Regions from separate parts of the Rattus norvegicus genome. Here region 2 is linked to region 1. A link is a contact called in public Hi-C data. All regions are on one chromosome and are shown on one strand. Each heading gives the region's core, a stretch centred on a gene start, on an enhancer-like site or on the middle of the called end of the contact. The rest is flanking DNA. Distances are from core to core; before and after follow the strand shown. Region 1 overlaps P2rx4 (purinergic receptor P2X 4). Region 2 has its middle 11 kb from the start of P2rx7.

Region 1 (6,682 bases), core at 1,674-4,173:
CACGCCGTTAACTCCAGCACTCAGGCATCAAGGGCAGATGGGATCTCTATGAGTTTGGGGCCAGCCTGGTCTACAGAGTTCCAGGACAGCCAGGACTACACAGTGAAACCCTGTCTCCAAAAATCTAAACACTGGAAAGAGAAGAAATCACATGGCTAAAGTTGTGTTTGATAATGTATTTAGACCAGACAGCACTGTTTCAGGTCTGAGAATTCACACGAAAAGGTGGTGCCTGTGGCACAGGCTTCTGAGCCTCCTGCTGTAGAGGTGTGCTTGGGGTTCACTGGCCAGCTAGCCTAGTCTGACTGGTGAGCTCCAGGCCAATAAGAGACCTTGTCTCAGCGATGGACTGTGTTTCTGAGGAAGATACCTCCAGGTATGCATGCAGACATAAAACCTGCATGCACACAGAGACACTTAAAGGAGATGTCTCCATTCCTTCTTATTCAGTCCCTTCCTTTGAGTCAAGGAGGAAACCCTGACTTGGGATATCTTGGTTATCACCTCCTGATTTGTGTATCTTACTAAGAATCAGATCCAGACCACACACCCTGCACAGACAATCCTATTAACTACAAGTTTTAACATCACTTCTCTGGGAGTTAATTGAGAGCAGCCCAATTTTTATGGATGCATACGAACTGTGGTATGCCCATACAATGGAATATTACTTTGCCTTTAAAAAGAATCAGGTTCACCTAAGAACTTCCTCCGAATAGGTGACCCTCCTGGCTCACTCTTCCCAGTGCTGGCAGAGCAGATATCAGCCATAACGGACTGAAGGGGCTCATTTTTAAATGGCTAATGCTTTTTAGTTGAATTTCACTTCATTGTGAAAAAGAAAAGAGCTGCCTATAGGGTACACCAGTATTAGGGGGACGATACAGAAAATGACATAAATGGAAAAACCCTGTCGTGACTCCTCCCTCTGGATAAGGAATGGGGACTTCAAGTTTGAACCAGCTCCAGGCCCTCACTTAGCATCAGAAGTGTCCCGCTCAGCTCCCCTCGTCAAGTGGCCGTTGGTGGCTTTGCTGCTGATGCGTGGCTGAAATGAGCAGCTACATTTATAACTTCAAAGGTCTCATCTGCCTCAGATGAGGCCTCCTCCACAGAGGGGGTCAGACCGACCCTTCTGGGTTCTTACAAAACGAGTCGCTTTGGGAACAGACTCACCTTGTATTGTCAGCCGCAGGCTGAGGTGGCACCTTTTCGAGCTTTCTGGCAGCACAGTTTCCTTGTCAGCAAGAATGTCCCTGCTGGTGAACTCCTCTGTGTTTTGACTTATAAAACCAGATCTAGCAAGCATCCGTAACCCATGAACACCTTCAAAGGCAAACAGGCCAGCAGCTGCTGGGGGAGTCACGGTGGTCACAGCCAGCACCCTGTCCATTGAACACTTTGGACAGGAAGTTCTGCCCCTTCAGAGGAAGGCCTGGTGACCTAGTGTGACACAAAAGAGAATAGAAAATGCCAGACGCTCCCATTCTCCGTGCCAGAGTGGCACTGAACTGTCGGGAAGGGAAGGGTTGCACAGCCGTGCACGCGTATATAATAACCATTACAGTTCTCTTCCAGGCCGGCTTTCTTAAAGGCTGCAGAAAACTTCACCCTCTTGGTAAAGAACAACATCTGGTACCCCAAGTTTAACTTCAGCAAGTAAGTGGGGGCCGGGCACGTGCGTTCTCAAGCCTCTCGATAGAACTTCAGGCTCGCTCTCCCCCTGAGGTTGTCCTCACTCAGACTCTCTGCTTCCTCCCTGACTTCAGGAGGAACATCCTCCCCAACATCACCACGTCCTACCTCAAATCGTGCATTTACAATGCTCAAACGGATCCCTTCTGCCCCATATTCCGTCTTGGCACAATCGTGGAGGACGCGGGACATAGCTTCCAGGAGATGGCAGTTGAGGTAGGTGGCCAACATGGCTTCTCGTATCTTCTTGGCCCCAGCATGGGCCTGAGTTCTTGAAAGCCTAGCTTTTCTCTCCTGCTTTCCCCCACAGGGAGGCATCATGGGTATCCAGATCAAGTGGGACTGCAACCTGGATAGAGCCGCCTCCCTTTGCCTGCCCAGATATTCCTTCCGGCGCCTGGACACCCGGGACCTGGAACACAATGTGTCTCCTGGCTACAATTTCAGGTACACCCACATGGTGGGAGGACGAACAAATGTGGGTCGAGCCTGGGCTGCACCGTGAGAGCTGCATTCAAATCTGCCGTCTGAGAATGCTGCCCTATCCGTCTCCCTGGGACCTAAGAACAGACAACGCGGAATGGCCTGAAAGAACAGAATTTTATTCTCTGAGAGTTCTGAAACCTGAAGCCTGTAGTCTGCATTGCTGTAAACTCTATGGCCAGACCCTTCCTTCCTCAAGTGTTTGGCAGCTATTAGCAGCCCTTGGCTTATGCATGTGTCACTGCCTCTGTGGTCATGTGGCTTTCTTCCCCCTTATGTCCCCCTCTGTGTAGCTAAGGATCACCTTGAAATCCCGAACCCCCACCATCACCCCAGAGGTATGCACTCCCACATCTGCCTTCTCTGTCCTTTTTATGGATGGCCAGGAACTTGCTGTGTAGACCAGGCTGGTTCAAACTCCAGAAATAGGACTGCCTTAGCCTCCTGAGTGCTGGGTTGAAGGTGTACCTGGCCTAGTCTCTCTTCTTGTACATGAGATTTAGGGTCAACCTTAATCTAGCACGACTTCACTACATCTGCAAAATAAGGTCACCTTTGCGGGCCGTAGGTGGAGATGAACTTGAGAAGGGACACTATTAAATCCAGGAGACCCTGGGAAGGTGAAGAGAGGCCTGAGAAGCCCCTTTGCCATTTTCTAAAAGCAGTCAAATCCTGTGTAGAGTTAAGGAGCATTTGCTAGGTCGGGTTTTAAAAGTTGCCCTTGACTCCCCCTAGTGGTAGCTTGTGGTATCAACATTGCGTGCGGTAGTGAGAAGACTAGGGCAGCTAGCTATTCGAACCCTCTCCGGGGGTCAGGTTTGTATTGTCCCATCCCTGTTCCTGCAGGGCTCTTAGGGACCACTGTGGAGACCTCCAGCTTGGGTTGGAATCCTAGAGCTGAGAAGTTGACAGATCCCACAGGACTCCCAGCCCCTCGCCTCTGCCCGCACCAGTCTCCCCTGAGGGTCCCCAGCCTGGACCATAACATAGAAGTTGTGGACCACATAAACCCCAGGCTTCAGGCCTGAGGTTCTGGAGAATGCTCACTAAGGCTGGGGCCTGGCAGAACAGCAGTTGGGGCGAGCTTTCTTCCGGAGCTAATGAGGATCTAAAACCGAGTAGTTGCCTATTTAAGACAGATTGACCTTTTAGTTCCTGGACTGCTGGGGTTACAGACTTCCCTGGCTTGCACTCTGTAGCTTGGAGGGTGGGTTGTGTAGCTGTTATGTCAGCTCAGTTGTGTATCTCAACCCACCCAGCAGATGGTAGCCAGAGAGGAGCCCTGAGGCATGGCGTATCCCACCTGGAGCCAAGCTTCCAGGCTGAGGCAAGCGACCGGGCTGGCTCGGTCCCCATCCTTCAATGCAGTCCTGCAGATCCCCACTGGCTGAAGAGTTCCCTGTTAGTACGCAGGATTCAGAAAAGCCATTCAGATCAAGAGGCTTCCCATCCTGGGGGAGGATGCTAATGGAAGGGGAGTCACTCTGCTCCTCCAAGAGGGCTCCTGGTCCCTCCTGCCACATGCCTCACATTAACCGGGAGGCTGGCCCGCGGTGCTTGGTGTCTGTGAAGCCACCAGAGCAGCCCATTAGCCAAGACCAGTTGTGCCCGGGGACCTGGGTCTAACGGTCTCCCCATCCCCTCCCGTCTCTGCCTCCAGGTTTGCCAAGTACTACAGGGACCTGGCCGGCAAAGAGCAGCGCACACTCACCAAGGCGTACGGCATCCGCTTTGACATCATCGTGTTTGGAAAGGTGGGCCCTCCTTTGAGCCCCGCTTGGAGAGCAAGCCTCCCACCGTCCTCCTTTCCATCATCACCCCCGTCTCCTCCTGTCTTGCGCAGGCTGGGAAGTTTGACATCATCCCTACCATGATCAATGTTGGCTCTGGCTTGGCGCTCCTCGGGGTGGTGAGTGGCTAGAGTTGTTTCCCCGTCTGGGCCTTTCCCGCTTAGTGAGCACTGTCCGTCCCCTAAACCTTAGACTTGACTACACCGGATGCCTCTAGGGGCGAGGAGGAAGATTCCCTAGAAACCCCACCTCTGAGACCAAGCCCCTCGGTCAGAGTCTAGTCTGATCCAGAGAAATGGAGATGCCTTTCCTCCCTGGTCGATTAGACCTTCAAGGAAGGGGGTCTTAGAAAGCGACGGCTAGGGGTTGGGGATTTAGCTCAGTGGTAGAGCGCTTGCCTAGCAAGCGCAAGGTCCTGGGTTCGGTCCCCAGCTCCAGAAAAAAAAAAAAAAAAAAAAAAAAAGAAAGCGACGGCTAAAACAAAAACCCTGGTTCGTTCTGTGCTAAACCAGGCGACGGTGCTCTGTGACGTCATAGTCCTCTACTGCATGAAGAAGAAATACTACTACCGGGACAAGAAATATAAGTATGTGGAAGACTACGAGCAGGTAGGCTCCTGTACCCGGGATGGGCGCAAAGTGCGACACCTTGCCTTTGTCTCTTGTCCCCATGGAGACCACCAAGCGAAGGCCCCCCCCTACAAAGGCTGGCACCGGCCAGCTGATCACCCCAGCTACACCTGTGCTAGCATGTATTTCCTTTCTTCAGCTGGGCTCCCTCTCTAAAACCCAGCTGTCTTTCACCTTGCACTTACCGCAGTCACACCTTGACTGGGATAGTGGGCAGCAGGCCAGCATCTCCATCCACACCGTGCACACGCTCCTCTTGCGGAACGAGGGGTTTGTACCCTACTGTGAGACCCTCCAGAACCAACTCGAGACCTCTCTGTTGTTCCAGATCCTTCCACAAGCCCTCAGGAAAAGCACCAAGCTGCTGTCCGCCATCCGTCGGTGGCTGGGCACATGGTGGCAACACAGGCTGGGTAGTTACTGGTTCTCTCCTCTTCGCAGGGTCTTTCGGGGGAGATGAACCAGTGACGCCTAAAGTTACATTTCCACCCCGCTCAGCCCGCGAAGCAGAAAGATGGGGAGAGATGGCTACTGCGTCTGTCACTCTAGAGAAAGCTCCAGAGTTTCAGCTCAGTTCTCCACTCCACAAATACTCAGGGTTGCCCAAGCACGTCTTGTTGAGCCCGGTTCTTGCTCTGCTGCTCAGATGGGCTTCAGATACAAGATCCTCCTGCTTCTGCCTCTAGGAATGCTGGGATCATACATGTTCACTGCAATGCCCATTTCCCATGGGAGTTTTGGCATTTTTTACATTTTACCTTTCCTTTGTATACATCTAAGGCTGGCCTCAGACGCAAGACGTTCTTCCACCCTATACACCCTTTTAATCTCACTGTGTGTGGGAGGGGGGTCGTTTGCACACGACGCACGGTGGATGTCTGGTGTGCTGTTGGCTGGGCCACCTGTGGCTTATACAGTGTGAGCGTATGGAGGTAGGAAGGGTCTGAGAGCAGAGACACTGCTGTGGCTTACGGACAGGCCCAGGCTCTGTCCACGCACTTTATTTCTAAGGAAGGAGGCTCTCTCAGGTGCTGTCAGCAGGCCTGGGACACCATTCCTCTTCCCTATAATCAGAGAAGTTGTCCTTGTAGCAAAGGCAGGGTTAGCTTTTCCTTTTATAAGGGCTGTGTTGAAATGACCTAGGACCAAACATTAAAAGAAATAATTTTTTAAAGATTCTTGTCTGTTGTCTCTCGGCGTGTGAGCCGGATCCTCCTTCTGTTATGAAAGTTGTCAATGTACAAATGGAGTCACCAAAGAAGTGGTCAGGCTGGGGTGGGAGGTCTTTGTGTGTATCTGCCTGGTAGGAAGTGGTGTATATGCATGGTCTTGCAGTGAGGGCCACTTCTAGGAGCAGCTAGAGTCCCTAACCACTGCTTTGGTCACTGCCTGAGATAAATGAGTGACCAGAAGAACTTGTCCCTCACAACAGCAGGATGTAGGTCTTCTTTTACCTTTCAAAGTTTGCCTTGGCTGTCTGGCTGTACCTACATGCCACCTCTGTCCTGCCCTGGCCCACAGGGCACTCAACATCCCGCACTGCACCCTCCACCATCTCTAAAGAGGCTCTTCGCCTTGGAGCACCTCCTGCTGTCGGTATTTGATTGTGACAGCCTCTGCGGTAAATTCTACGGTGGGCTAGCCTGCCATACTCAGGAGAGCTCAGACTGCTTCTGGCAAGAAGTTTTGTTTTTAAATGTGCTGAGGTGGGGGCTGGAGAGGTGGCTCAGTGGTTAAGAGCACCAGCTGCTCTTCCAGAGGTCCTGAGTTCAATTCCCAGCAACCACATGGTGGCTCACAACCATCTATAATGAGATCCGATGCCCTCTTCTGGTGTATCTGAAGACAGCTACAGTGTACTTATATATAATAAATGAATAAATCTTTTTAAAAAATGTGCTGAGGTTAGGGGAGGTAAGGCTTATGAAATGGTTTTTAACAAAACTCTGGTTTGTGTGGCTTTTTTGTTTTGTTTTGTTTTTTTGGGGAAAGGTTTTCTCTGTGTAGCTTTGGCCATCTTGGAACTCAAGCTGTAGACGAGGCTGGCTCTGAGCTCATGCCTGCCTCTGCCTCTAAGTGCTGGGA
Region 2 (6,759 bases), core at 2,720-5,219, 97 kb before region 1:
CCTTCTAAAATGGCAGTTCCAGCTTAGGGACTAAGAGTGTTCAAACACCTGAAACCAAGAAGGAAGGGATAGTAGGCGGGGCAAGGAGAGGGTGGGTGGAGCCTCTGCCTGCCATCAGTTTACCAAAGGCATTTGGCCTCCTGCTAGGGGTACACAGGTACCAGGAATCACAGTTCTGGCAGCAGAAGGGCTGCACAGGTTGGTCCCCAGGAGAGTGAAAGGGTGGCTTTAGCAAGAACTTGGAGGTGACAGCGCTCTCAGAATCAGAATCCCAGGAGGAGACAGGAGTTAGCAGTCACAAAGCATGGCCCAGTGGTTACATTCACTGTAAGGGAAGGAGATCAAAAAGGAACCAATAGGAAGTTGGGGAGCTTTCTTATCCCTACGGTCACCTCACTTCTTCCCGTGGCCTGTTAGCTCCTGCAGTGCTTGTGTTTACTTTCCGATTTGCCGCCCTTCTGGGATCTCTAAAATTATCCCTGACATTTCAGAAGAATTTTTTTTTTTACATTTATATTTCTCATCACATCCATGAGGCGCTGTCAGCTACAAAGAGTCAGTCACTCCTTCCACCCCTCCCCCCAAAGGTATGGGTTATTTCCCCTAATTCCCAGCATTGAACCTGGAGGGAGGAGCAGAACTGGTGCTCGCACAGCTGGTTGGCCCGCGGAACAGCCAGCCCCTTCTGACTTAGTCCTGATACTCCCCCCTACCCTTTACTTTTAGCAACAAAATGGATTCGAGCTTTTGCTGCACAAGACAGAAGTGTTTAGTTCGCTTATAATTATTGTGTGTCTGATGTGTTTGAGTGCAGGAGCACACATGCTAAACATACATGTGTGGCCAGGGGCTATCCTTTAGAAGCTGGCTCTGTCTTTCCACTGTGAGTTTTGGGAGACGGAACTCTCTCAGGTCTTACAGGCTTGTGTAGCAAGCACTCCTATCCGCTGAGCTGCTCTGACATCCCACAGGAAAGAAATTAACTAAAACTTGTGTATGCAAAGATAGGCAACAGAGTAGTGATGGGTTATACGCTTGAATTCCCGGTAGTCACCAGGCTGAAGCAAGAGGACCATGAGTTCAATACCATATGAGCTACACCAACAAACCCTATCTCAAAAACACAAACTCACATAGAATAAATGACAATTTGATTTGCTGCGTAGCTGAGTACAACTTTGAACTTTTTTTAAAAAAAGATTTATTTTATTTATATCAGTACACTGTCTTCAGACACACCAGAAGAGGACATCAGATCCCATTTAGATGATTGTGAGGCATCATGTGGTTGCTGGGAATTGAACTCAGAACCTCTGGAAGAGCATCAGTGCACTAAACCACTGAGCCATCTCTCCAGCCCCAACTTTGAACTTCTGATATCCCTGTGTGTACTTTCCAAGTGAAGCCATTACAGGCATCCACACCACACTGGGTTGATTCTGTGCAAGGGAACAACCCAGAACCCTAACCCTAACCCTAACCCAACCCAACCCTAACCAAACCCTAACCCTAACCCTAACCCTAACCCTAACCCTAACCCTAAGCCTAACCCTAACCCTAACCCTTACCCTTACCTTAACCCTAATGAGGCAGGGCCTTGCGCTCCTGAGCTCCTGAGCTCCTGAGCGCCTGAGCTCCTGAGACACATCTCCATCCCCTTGGCCCTATAGATAAGCAACCAATATATTCATAATGGCAAGATAATTGACAGCTCTCAAATCCTGTTTAGCTTCAAATCCAACAGGACTGCCGCTTGCAGACCGTCTGAACAAACAAAATTGAACCTCCTTGGTCCTGATTGGCCTGATGTAGTCATGTGGCCACCTTCTGGGAGCCTATCACCAGAAATCGGGGAACAGGCCAGAACTAGAGGAATGGACAAAGGATTAACAATAACTCCTCTCAAGGACGGTTGACTGATGTTATCAGGAAAGGGACTGAATGCTGGATGAGCTGTTCTCTTATTAAAACAGAAAAATGTTTGCTACTTACAGTGCTCCTGAGGCAAGCCCTCTTTTTGGGGAAGGTCACCCTTAAATGCTTTTTCTTCTTTCAAATGGACTTTTGCATCCATGTTGAGCCTCCTGGATTCAACCTCCCTGGGTCTCCTTGAAACTGGTACACAGAGAATTTGAACCACATAATACAGCGCTGGAGCTGAATGGGAAGACCAGAAGAAAGGCGCCTAAACCTCAATCTCTAGAAAACGGTTGAGGTTGGGGGCAGGGGTGGGTGGGTTAGGGAGCGGGGACTGTCAGTAGCACAGCAGCCATCTCTGAATGGTAGGGTCGTGAGCAATCAGTTCTGTGGTTTTTCCTTCCTTGCCAAAATTTTCCACCATAAGAGACAAGCGGCCACAGCGTAAAGGAAGTTAAAGCCTGGTATAAACAGCCCAGGCACCGGTAATGGGAGACGACCAAGACCGGGACTTGGTTCTCTCGTAGTCCCTCCCTTCTGAAGGCAGGGACCATAGTATCAGAACGGGTTGTTGCTCCCTGTAAACTAGAGTAACAGCACCAGGGATCACCAAGACACTACTAATTGCCTTCCCACAAAACCAAGTCTTGGTTGACTTAGACCTGGTCTAAGTCTTTCTGGCAATCTCATTGTCCCGGCTTGTAATTGGTTTAGGCAGGGTCATGTGACACGCTTCTAGCCAATGAAATGTCTCGGAGAGCAAATGTGTTCCAGACCCTTGGAAGTGGGTGAATGGCTGCTCGCACCACCTGGCCATCTGCTTGTTAAATCCAAGTTACAGGTTCCTTATGTTGAAGCTAATTTAAGTTGAGCTTTTCTATTACATCATCGTCTACAAACCAGGCGTCTGTTGAAGACATGGCACATGCAAAACTGGCCAAACAGCCATCAGCAACAGGGAGTGGGCAGCAGAGGGTGGTGGGTAGCAGCATCTGGTGCCGAGTTCCACTGATAGTTCTGAGGACTGTGGTTGATCAAAAGGGATTCCAGTTCTAGAAGGAATCGTTAACCGCTGGTGCAGGCTCGCTGAGACAGAGAAGCAGCCCGCATAGGTAGCTGAAGACAGGACTGATACCTGGCTAGAAATCGTCTTGTATTACCGCATCAAAACAATGTACAAGGGACCAGCACTCAGCGGATAATAGCGCTTGCTACTCTTAGAGAAGACCTGAGCGCAGTTCCCAGTATCTACCTATACTCTGTGTGTGTGTGTGTGTGTGTGTGTGTGTGTGTGTGTGTGTGTGTGTGACAACCACCTATAACACCAGCTCCAGGGGATCCCACACCGTCTTCTGGCCTCTCAGGGGAACTTGCACTCACACATGCACAACGGGACACAAACTGGCACATATGCACATAACTAAAAACGAACAGGCTGGAGAGTGGTTAAAAGCATTTGCTGCTCTTGAAGAGGACCGGACTTCAATTCCCAGCACAGTGCACACGCACAGGTGCACACACCCATAAAATTAAAATAAACCAACTTGCTGCAGACCGTCTAGACTGCATTGTTATTCCGCTTCCGATCTGATCCTGAGAATCCGCTTTTAGCCTCTGAGATTAAGTCAAGACCCAAAGCAGGCGAGTCTAAGGGACCCCCGCCCCTCGCTATAAACTGGGAATTCAGATGCAAATTCTCTCGTGTCGCGGCCCAGAAAGAGCTTTGTGAGACATCAAACGGGTAAAAGGTCATCAATGTTCTGCAGCGCAGACACACGGCAGTCATGCCTCCCAACAGGTCTCAATTTGGGACGCTTGTGAGCCTATGAGTCTATGGTTTAGACAGAGCCTTGTTACGTTTCTTAGGCTTTGGAGACTCAACCTTTTCATCTCGATCCAGTGGGAAGACCTTGTTCCAGTGCGCATTGAGGGTAAAATAACCTTATCTGGAAATAGAGACATACTGCGTTATTTCACCAGATTTCCCCTCCAGGGTTAGACAAAAGCAGCGCAGACGCCATACTGAATGTTAGTGCATTGCTGCCCCCTGCTGGCCATGCCCATGGCCTCTGGACAACAGGCCAGTCAAGGGCACAGAGTTATCTATCTATCCTTGGACTGAGCAAACCGAATGTTGAATTGGGGACTAACTGCGTAACAAGAGAGAGAAGAAACCTATATATTGTATTCTGCTCGGGCTCTCAGGGTTTTCCAAACAGTCTGGGATCGATCTCTCTGTCTCTCTGTCTCTGTCTGTCTTTTTTTTTTTTTTTTTGGTTCTTTTTTTTCGGAGCTGGGGACCGAACCCAGGGCCTTGCGCTTCCTAGGTAAGCGCTCTACCACTGTCTCTGTCTGTCTTTATATCTTCTGTGCTACCTGTGATGGCTGGTGTTAATTGTCAAATTGATATAAATTAGAACCACCTGCAACAGATACATACATTCACGCATATCCACGAGGGTGAGGTGGGGTGGGGTTATCTAACTTGGCTCACACTTTCCCATTTCGGATGGCACCTATTCCCAGGCCTGAGCACATCCCTCCCCCACCCTCCTTTCCGTCTTCCTCCTCCTCTTCCTCTTCCTCCTCCTCCTGGTGCCCAGTATTAGTTAAATATTATTATTTAATGTATTAAATATTATTTATTAATGTATATGAGTACACTGTAGCTGTCTTCAGACACACTAGAAGAGGGCATCAGATCCCATTACAGATGGTTGTGAGCCACCATGTGGTTGCTGGGAATTGAACTCAGGACCTCTGGAAGAGCAGTCGGTGCTCCTAACCACTGAGCCATCTCCCCAGCCCCCGCACACATCCATCTTTATCTCCCTGCTTTCGGAGTGTGGATGTGATGTGACCTGGTACCACAAGCTCCCATTGCCTTGACTTTCTCTGCCATCATGGACCCGCCTTCAAATTGTGATCCAGAATAAACCCATTCCCTCTTGGGTTGCTTTGGTTAGGACAAAGAAGCTAAGACATGCCTCAGACTGACTGGAATTCTTGTCATTTTACATAAACCACAGTAGCTGCCCCTGGGCCTAAAGGTGCTCACCTATCTTGGATCTTTTGTAAGGTAGGCTGGGAAACCAAAGCTCAGAGAGGTCAAGACACTTGTCTGGGGTCCAACAGTCAATAAACACAGATGCCAGACTTGAACTCTCTTGAGTTCAGCTCCAGAGTAAAGATTCTACCACCAAAATACAAAAGAGGCAAACCATCATGGTGACTGGTACTGGTAATATTACGTAAGAGCTCGCTGAGACAGCTCAGTGAGAAATGGCACACAGCAGCCAGCTCACTTCCTGGGTCTCATATAGTGGGAGCAGAGAAATGGCACCCACAAATTATTCTCTGACCTCAACATACACGCTATGGCACACAGGCAAATACCACATGCTCTCACTCGAATAGACATAAGCTTTTTTTTTTTTTTTTTAACCGAAGAAAATCCCAGCCTGGTCTACAAAGAAAGTTCCAGAACCCTCCAGTCTGTCTACAAAGGGAGGTGTTGTCTCAGAAATAAAGAAAAGAAAAGAAAAGAAAAGATAAAAGGAAAAACCATGGTTTAAACTAAAGTATGTTTTGGGCAAACCATGATGAAGCAATGGTAGAAAGAAGGTCTTTAGAACACATGCCGTGTGCTGGTGAGAGTGTGATGGAAGAATCCTGCTCTTAGATTTTTACCCCCAAAGAATTGAAGAACGGTCACTCAAACACATCCTTGCAAAAAAAGAACTGGCCTAGAGCAGCGCCACACACAGTGACTCAAAGACGGAGCCGGTGCACTTAAATATTAAGCCATCTCTCCACCCGCCGCCCCCCTTATTCATATTCTTCATAGAGAAGTCATGACTAGCCTCTAGCCAGCCAATAGTCTGACGACACAAGAGTCTACTGATGTCAGGTTGAGGCTGGAAAGGGAAGCAAGGCACAGTCAGTCAGTGTTGTCTTGCTGTGATGAGATACCGTGACCAAGTCAACGCTTATAAAAGAAAGCACTAATGATTATGGTTTCAGAGGCCATTATCGTCATGGTGGAGAGCACGGCAGCAGGCAAATGTGGTGCTGGAGGAGCAGCTGAGAGCTACATCCTGATCCAAAGAGAGGGTGGAGAATGGGAGACTTTCGAAGAGTTCTACTCTTCTGTGACTAAGCATTCAAATATGAGCCTATAGGGGCCATTCTTATTCAAACCACCACGGGCATGAACGGCAGAAAAAAATATTAGTCTTTGCAACAGTTAAACATTTAAATATTGGGTTTCTGAACCTTGGTATGGACTGGCCATTATCCTTGTTTTCCAAGAACTTATAGCTCATCACCATCGTCATCGCCCCCAACACCATCATCACTATCACCCCCATCATCATCATCATCATCATCAACACCATCATTGTCACATTAATAGCTGCAGTTCATTGGACTTCAGGAGTGGTGCTTATTCTTAGAAATCTCACAATTCCCTTAATGAGAAATTAGGCAATCAGAGCTCTTTCTTTGTGAATAGCAGCCCCAGGGACATTTGCGATTAAAATGTGCATTTCAGGGGAACAAGTACCAATATTCAGCTTGCTCTTAATCAGAGCAGCCGCTGAGTGGTAGGTGGAGCCTTAAGGGAAGGTGGGGCGGGGCATGCAGATATGAAGGGCGGGGCATGCAGATCTAAGGGCAGGGCATGAAAACGCTAAGTGGGAGAGTGTTAGTGGGAGTGGGTAAGCAAAACGCCAGAGAGGAGAGTAGTGTAAGCACCAAGGGTTCGGCTTGAGTCGGTAAGACGGTCAGTGAGAAGAAAGGTTTTAATGGGAGCTGTCTTAGCTAGGGTTTTAATGCTATGAA

The links. A called contact is a pair of places that touch in the nucleus more often than the background predicts.
Region 2: a Hi-C map of the Rat2 cell line shows a contact between it and region 1, with 8 times the contacts expected there. The contact joins two enhancer-like sites. A contact is called at or near these places in 11 of 12 Hi-C or Micro-C datasets (the A7r5 cell line, the Rat2 cell line, Schwann cells and 6 more).

The regions. Positions count from the first base shown.
Region 1 is chr12:39,504,527-39,511,208 of GRCr8, reverse strand. It overlaps P2rx4 (purinergic receptor P2X 4), which reads left to right. Exons shown (of 12, transcript NM_031594.2): 6 at 1,579-1,659; 7 at 1,770-1,911; 8 at 2,006-2,142; 9 at 3,839-3,932; 10 at 4,022-4,087; 11 at 4,481-4,576; 12 at 5,039-5,771. The coding sequence ends at 5,065. It also overlaps a transcript of Camkk2 not described here. Among named protein-coding and RNA genes, the nearest start is that of P2rx4, 15 kb to the left of the region's middle. Within about 2 kb of position 2,923, at least 6 of the 93 cell types and tissues checked have an H3K27ac peak or open chromatin away from gene starts, as enhancers often do.
Region 2 is chr12:39,602,526-39,609,284 of GRCr8, reverse strand. No RefSeq gene overlaps it. Among named protein-coding and RNA genes, the nearest start is that of P2rx7, 11 kb to the right of the region's middle. Within about 2 kb of position 3,969, at least 15 of the 93 cell types and tissues checked have an H3K27ac peak or open chromatin away from gene starts, as enhancers often do.